Linked DNA regions of Pan troglodytes: region 2 is linked to region 1. Evidence: chromatin contacts called from public HiChIP or PLAC-seq data. All regions are on one chromosome and are shown on one strand. Each heading gives the region's core, a stretch centred on a gene start, on an enhancer-like site or on the middle of the called end of the contact. The rest is flanking DNA. Distances are from core to core; before and after follow the strand shown. Region 1 holds the start of SART3 (spliceosome associated factor 3, U4/U6 recycling protein). Region 2 holds the start of CORO1C (coronin 1C).

Region 1 (3,275 bases), core at 16-2,515:
TGGTTACTGTTACAACAATTATATTATGCAGAAATTGTTGCTCCCAATCTGCAGATAAGGAAGTCGAGAGGGTGAGAGAAATTAAGAAATTCTTACAAGCACATACAAGAGTTGAATAGCTAGAACTGAGGCCTTAACCTCCAGAACCAGAAACCTTTCCATTTCTATTATCACCATCGCGGTCAATATTTTTCTTACCACAAGTTTCATCATCGCCGTCATTCCTACATAACAAAATAACACTCTCTTGCGAATGAGTTTATTTCTACTGTTGGACGTGTGGTTAAGAGTGGGAGTTCTGGAATGGGATCAAAGTACAAGGCCTGACTTGCAGAAAGTGTTATCCTGAGCAAGAGACTTTCCTCCACGAGCCTCAGTTTCCTCCAGTAAAATGGGGATAGATAACAGGGCTTCCTTCACAGGGTCGTGGCGAGGATTCAATGAGATAACGTTTGCAAGGCAATGGGCAGGCAGTAAGCACTCAAATCCGACAGGAGCTACTGTCACGAAAAGCGGGTTTGCAGCCTTGGCGGCTTTATCGCCGCCGAGGACTAGGGAGGCGGGCCAGGACATGGGGACCCGAGGACCTGAAAGACTGGAAGATGCCCGCTGCCCACCCCCGGGCCCACCTGCTCCTCCAGTCTCTCAATCTCCAGCTGGTTTTTCTCCTCCTCTTCGTCATATTCCCACTCGTACTCCCCGGGGGAGCTCTCCGCGGAGGAAGCCATGGCGTACTCATCCCCATCGCTCTCGCTCACGCCTTCCTCCTGCTGATCCCACGCTGGCCCCATGGTCTTGTATGTCGCAGCGGCCACAGCCCGCGATAACACCTTCCTCCTTGTCCTAGCCGCCTTAACCTCATCCTCCTCTCCGTCAGCCTTGGGCCCAGCCTTGGACTCAGCCTCGGGTTCTGAAGCCGAGGTTTCGGCCGCAGTCGCCATCTTGCGCTTCTAATGACTCTCGGGTCTTCCCGCGGCCGCGGAAGACAGGCTGAGGCAGAAGCTGCCCGCGGCGCGCGCCTTATCAAAAGCCCGTTTTCTTGCCATTGAAAGAGAAACTGGGAACTTAGATAACGGGAAAATCTCCACATACACTAAATTCACATTATTTTATACCCTTGTAAAAGCTCCCACCAGATAAAAAAACTCATTATAATGGCATGCGTTCCGCCACAACTTCGGACAGAAGTTGGGTCTTTGGGCAGGAAGTGGAAGCCATAGAGGAAGTCATGGAGCGAGAGTGATGTCTGTAGTGAAGAATTTGGCGCCATCTTGAGAAGGTCAAAGTGATTCTTCGATTAAATGCCTTACTTATCGCCTAGTGTGACCTGGCGCTTGGGTTTACTCTCCCCAGCAACTGCGCCTCAAACGCAAAGAAAACTGCAGGTCCTCGGGGAAGGATCGATTTCACCATTCAAGAGAAAAATCCATTTCCCAGATTCCTCCCCTTTATGTAAACGTCTGGTACCTAGTAGACGTTAAATACACGTGAGTTTTCCGGTTTTATAAGATCACATACTGCAAACCAACAGTAAATTACATTAATACGCATTTCTTTAGAAATTCTTAATTGCTAGGCACTGACATATAAATTGAGTTTGCTGTTTAGAGAGAAAAATAGACATACTTTTTTTTTCAATCAGGACATGGTATTCGTTTCCTTCTTAAGCTTCCCACTTTTGAGGTAGGAAAGTATTGGTGTGTGTCTCTATCTCTACCTTGCTCCCTCATTAGCAGGCTTAATGGGCAGGAATTATGTCTGTTTTGCTTTCCGTTGGATCCCCGGGTCTAGTAGAGCGCCTTGACACATAGTAGGTACTCGACACAGATGCTGGCTTCATGATGAAGCAATTGTCCTCGAATTAATACAAAAGGGAAGATTCAGACTTAGCGAGCCGGTACCATTCGTCTAGGGACACACAGCCAGGAAGGAACCGAACCAGGATTCTAACCCAGGATTACCCAAGTTCGAATTCTAATTGAACATAAGTCCTTAGCGACCTTGGACGGAGTTACTAAACTGCCCTGAATCTCGGCTTCCTTAGCTGCAAAATAGGGTTAGGAAAAGTGGACTCGGTGCTCCTCTGCGCCGCATTCCCGCAGCGGGCTTTGTGAAAGCGAACTTGAGCCCCACACTGCAGAAGCCTGAGGTCCTGTCTCAACCAGAATCCAGCACCCAGGACAAGCCCTCCAGCGACTTCAGACCTTCCCGCTCCCGACCCCGCCCGCCCCCGAGAGGCGTGGTCAAGGCGGGGCCAGAAGGCGGACGCGTGCACGGAGCGGTAAGGCGCAGGCGCAAAGCTTCGGTGACGACAGAGAGGCGCGCTCCCAGCTCGGAGCCGACTCGCAGACGCGCCCCGCCCCTCGGCGTCGCTCTGGACTGGCGCAGGCGCAAGCCGGCAAGATGGCGGCGGCTGGGGCTGGCCGTCTGAGGCGGGCGGCATCGGCTCTGCTGCTGCGGAGCCCCCGCCTGCCCGCCCGGGAGCTGTCGGCCCCGGCCCGACTCTATCACAAGAAGGTAGGGACAAAAGAGGCGACGCGCGGAATGCCGACTCGGCGGAGGCCTGGGCTGGAGGGGCGGCCGCGGGGTTCTGCGCAGCTAGGACTGGGAGCTGTCCCCTCCTACGTCTTTGCCCTGACTCGCTTTCCCTTGCTGCGCAGTGGGGCTCACTGCAACTGATAAACAACAGTTACCGCTCATCGGGCGGCGACTTCCAGGGGGCCCCGCCGCTGGCCGCGACTTCGTGCGTCCCAATTTTAAATTCGCCAACAGCCCAGGAGGCAGGGTCCTGTTGGGACTTGTCTTTCTGAGTCCAGGGACAGACACACCCCCGGAGCGGGCTCCGGCTTCAGCCACTCCGCTGCCCTGGCCAGATGACCTTGGGCTAGTCACTGCGCCTCTCTGAACCTGTTTCCCCAGGTGTAAATGGGGGGCTCTCAGCTGTCCCTTACAAAGGATACTGTGCGTGGAGTCCTGGCATGGTTCCTGGCACATAGGCCCCAGCACGAGGAGACCGTTTCTGTTACTGCTTTAGGAGTGCATAGGGGAGTCAGGCTTGTAACCAACATGCGTAATGTTTTTGTTTTGTTTGGGGGGTTTTTTGGCGGGGAAGGAGGGATAGATTCATAGTCTGCAGCCCCTTGCTGTCTGGTGGCACAAAGTCCCCCAGACGTGAGACTCCCACTCGAGAAACAACTAAAGAATGCCATAAATCAACGTGGCACAAAAGGCCCCTACATTAGATACTATCCTGAGGTCCCTTTTACTTGGAGTCA
Region 2 (2,953 bases), core at 189-2,688, 170 kb after region 1:
GGGGGAAATGAACAACTTGCAATTTGCTTCGCACTCTGAATCCCACGTTTGCAACACGTAGAGCAAGCACTTTAGACACCACAAAACAAGGGCAGCCTACATTACGGCCAAATATAGGATGTGTTTCTAAATCGTGATGCTGTAAAGCCTACGATTCCTTTTCCAGCGTTTAAAATCCTTTGAACACTCCCAAAAAAGGATGGCAGGGCCAGCGCCTCCCTCCAAGAGGAAGCCCCTTTCTTCTCAGCTCTCACCGCAGCCTGCCACTTCCCCCAACACATTCAAATCATTTGAGAGACGGAGAGCTGGGGAGCGTGCGCCGGTGGGGACAGGCGGGAGAGCTCGGTTTCTGCATTCCCACCCTCCACGTCTGACCTCATCCTCAGTCATTTCGGCGCAGCGAGGCCCCACCTGCACCTCGCTCCTTTTTACTGCGTCCCTCGCCAGCTGCCCCGCTATTAGGGAAACACACCTCTGAATCACCCAGTTCACTCGGACACCCTGGGCCCCCGATCCGACAGCCTTCCTGCTTCGTTCCTCCCCTCCCAACCCCCAGCCAGTCCCAGCCCTCTGCTCCCTTGGCCCGGCTCAGCCTCTTCCCAAGCCGCCCCCACCCACATTACTCCAGCTCCAGCTCTGCCCCGCCCCGCCTGACCCCCAACCGAGATCTGCAGGGCCCAGAGCTGGTCTCGCACCCAAAGCCAGGAAACCCGCAGGCCAGGCGGCCGCCCTCGCCCCTCCCGACGCAGGGCCCAGCTCGCCCCGGCCCCACGTGAGCCCGGCCCCTGCCCGCCCCCACCCACTCGTTCCCTGGGGCGGCCCAAACCCAGTCCCCAGGCCTGGAGCCCCCGGGCTCTGCGCCTCGCCCGAAGCAGCCCTTCCCTCCCAGCACCTCGCCCAAGCAGGCGATCCCTGACCCCTAAAAGCCTTCCCTGGGCAGCCTCGTCCCACCTCGGCCCGCGGCTGCGCACCCGGCCAGGAGCGTTCCGGACCTCGAAAGCCTCCTCCCCACAGGGACCCTGCTTCACGCTCCCCACGCCACCTGGTTCGGTACCCAACTCCCTTTCCCCGAGCCCCCGACAGCAGCCCCCGGCCCTAACCCCTTGCAACCCAGCCCGTGAACCCGCGCCCCGCGCGCCCACCCAGCCCTGTCCCCTCCACCTAGCCCTGCCCCTCGCCCCGCCGGCTCCTGTCAGGCGGCGCAGGCACATGCTCAGAGGACAGGTCCGCCCGCCCGACTCGCTCTCAGGCTGCCCCCGCCGGGGGCGCGCGCCGCTCACCCGGGCCGAGGTGCCTGAGGCGCCGCCGCCGAAGTCCCCGCTGCAAAGCCGGGCGAAGCCTCCAACCGCTGCCGCCTCCCGCCTGGCACTGAGCGCCGTGCGGGGGAGGGGCGCGGGCAGCCGCCACCGCCCCCGCCACCGCGCGTAGGCCCCGCCCCCGCGCCGCGCGGGGCCCAACCAGGGCTGCCGGGCCGCTGTGCGCCACGCCCACTTCCGGAGGGGAAGCCCGCTTCCCACCCCACGTTCCACGCCTCGCTACGCCCCCTCTGGTCGCGCCGAGGGATGCAGGCGGTGCCCAAGCGCACGCCCCGCTCTCCAGTCATCCTAGTGGTAGAGGGCCACGCCCACAGGCGCCTCCGAGCAACGCCCACTGCTCCTTAGACCCCGGAGCGGGGTTCTTAGAGCCCCGCCCACTGACCCGCTAGGCTCTGCAAGGCCACGTCCCCTGGCTCCTCAAAGATTCCCCCAGAGCCCCTCAATACAGGAACATTAGCTCCTCTGAGCCCCGCGCACTGCCTATCCAAGTCCTTAAACCAGCCTCCTGCTTCCCTAAGCCCGGCTCCCCTCCCACTGCTTCAGAACTCGCCCAGCGGCCTCACAAAGCCCCGCCCCGTCTTCCAGAAGCCCCGCCCAAGGACCGCAACCCTATTCCTAGCATCTCAAGCCCCGCCCACTACCCCATCTCAACGTTTAAACCTCAAGCCCCGCCCCGAATTCGCGAATCCACGCCTCTGGCTCCCGACGCTCCGCCCTGGCTCCGTCACACCCTACCACCACCTCCCTTGAGGACTGCCGACGTTCCAGCCCTCCCTGAACCGTCCATTGTCACATTCCTAGTGCAGAGTGGCCGCCCCTGGGCTGGGCCACACCCACGTAACCCCAAAGAGGGCCCGTGATTGACCCCATTTCGCAGGTGAGGGAATGGAAACTTCAGGGTTCCTCCCTTCCTTTCCCTGGCCAGAGTCCCTTAATAACTCGGCGGCCCAGGCCTGAAAGTCGGAGCACGGGAATTTGAGCCTCAGCTCTGCGGCCGTCAGACTGTGTGACCTGGGACAGTTCTCTTACCTCTTTGGGCCTGAGTCCCCTAATCTTTAGCATGAAGAAGTTGTCCTGTTAATAGCTAAAGTCCCTTTCTGAAACATCAAGCTCTGAAATACCGAGATTTGAGGAAACAGAGCCTGGGGAACCGAACCGACTGTGGGGTAGGGCTATTTACTTCCCAAAGCAAGGCATCTTTGCCATTCACAGGGGGATTTTTTATTTTAAGCGTCAGCCTCAGAAACGTGTGTTATTTAAATTAAGCTCGACCTGAACTAAGACAGCTATCACAGCAAATTATTTATCCTCTCTAAGGGTCAGTTTCTTTATCTGTAAAATGGGGATAATAACAGCCCCTCCCTCACAGGGTTCCATGAGATCATATTAGCAGCCATGGTCATGGCATTACTTTTTGCCATTAAAAGGAATGGCAAAAACCGCGATTACTTTTGCACCAGGATAATAGTAATATACTTATAAGAGTTCCTGGATTGTGATAAACGCTCGACAGTACCTGTTGCTGCTACTGCTGGGACTCAACAAAATGAAAGGATGGGTTTTATTTTGCCTTCAAGCAGCCACTCCTAATAGGAGGAATTCAGCACCCTTCCTGCAGTAAGATTTGCCACTCACTT

What was found. HiChIP or PLAC-seq counts read pairs in DNA pulled down with a chosen protein or histone mark.
Region 2: an H3K4me3 HiChIP or PLAC-seq map of stem cell-derived excitatory neurons shows a contact between it and region 1, with 2.2 times the contacts expected there. The contact joins the promoter of CORO1C here to the promoter of SART3 in region 1. A contact is called at or near these places in 1 of 7 Hi-C or Micro-C datasets (stem cell-derived neural progenitor cells) and 1 of 1 datasets of contacts at active chromatin or transcription factors (stem cell-derived excitatory neurons).

The regions. Positions count from the first base shown.
Region 1 is chr10:115,368,855-115,372,129 of NHGRI_mPanTro3-v2.0_pri, forward strand. SART3 (spliceosome associated factor 3, U4/U6 recycling protein) reads right to left here and starts at 1,266. Exons shown (of 18, transcript XM_016924118.3): 1 at 630-1,266. The coding sequence starts at 941. It overlaps ISCU (iron-sulfur cluster assembly enzyme), which reads left to right and starts at 1,238. Exons shown (of 5, transcript XM_509343.5): 1 at 1,238-2,517. The coding sequence starts at 2,404.
Region 2 is chr10:115,539,182-115,542,134 of NHGRI_mPanTro3-v2.0_pri, forward strand. CORO1C (coronin 1C) reads right to left here and starts at 1,439. Exons shown (of 11, transcript XM_001147913.8): 1 at 1,281-1,439. It overlaps LOC107967635 (a long non-coding RNA gene), which reads left to right and starts at 2,024. Exons shown (of 4, transcript XR_001708260.4): 1 at 2,024-2,193.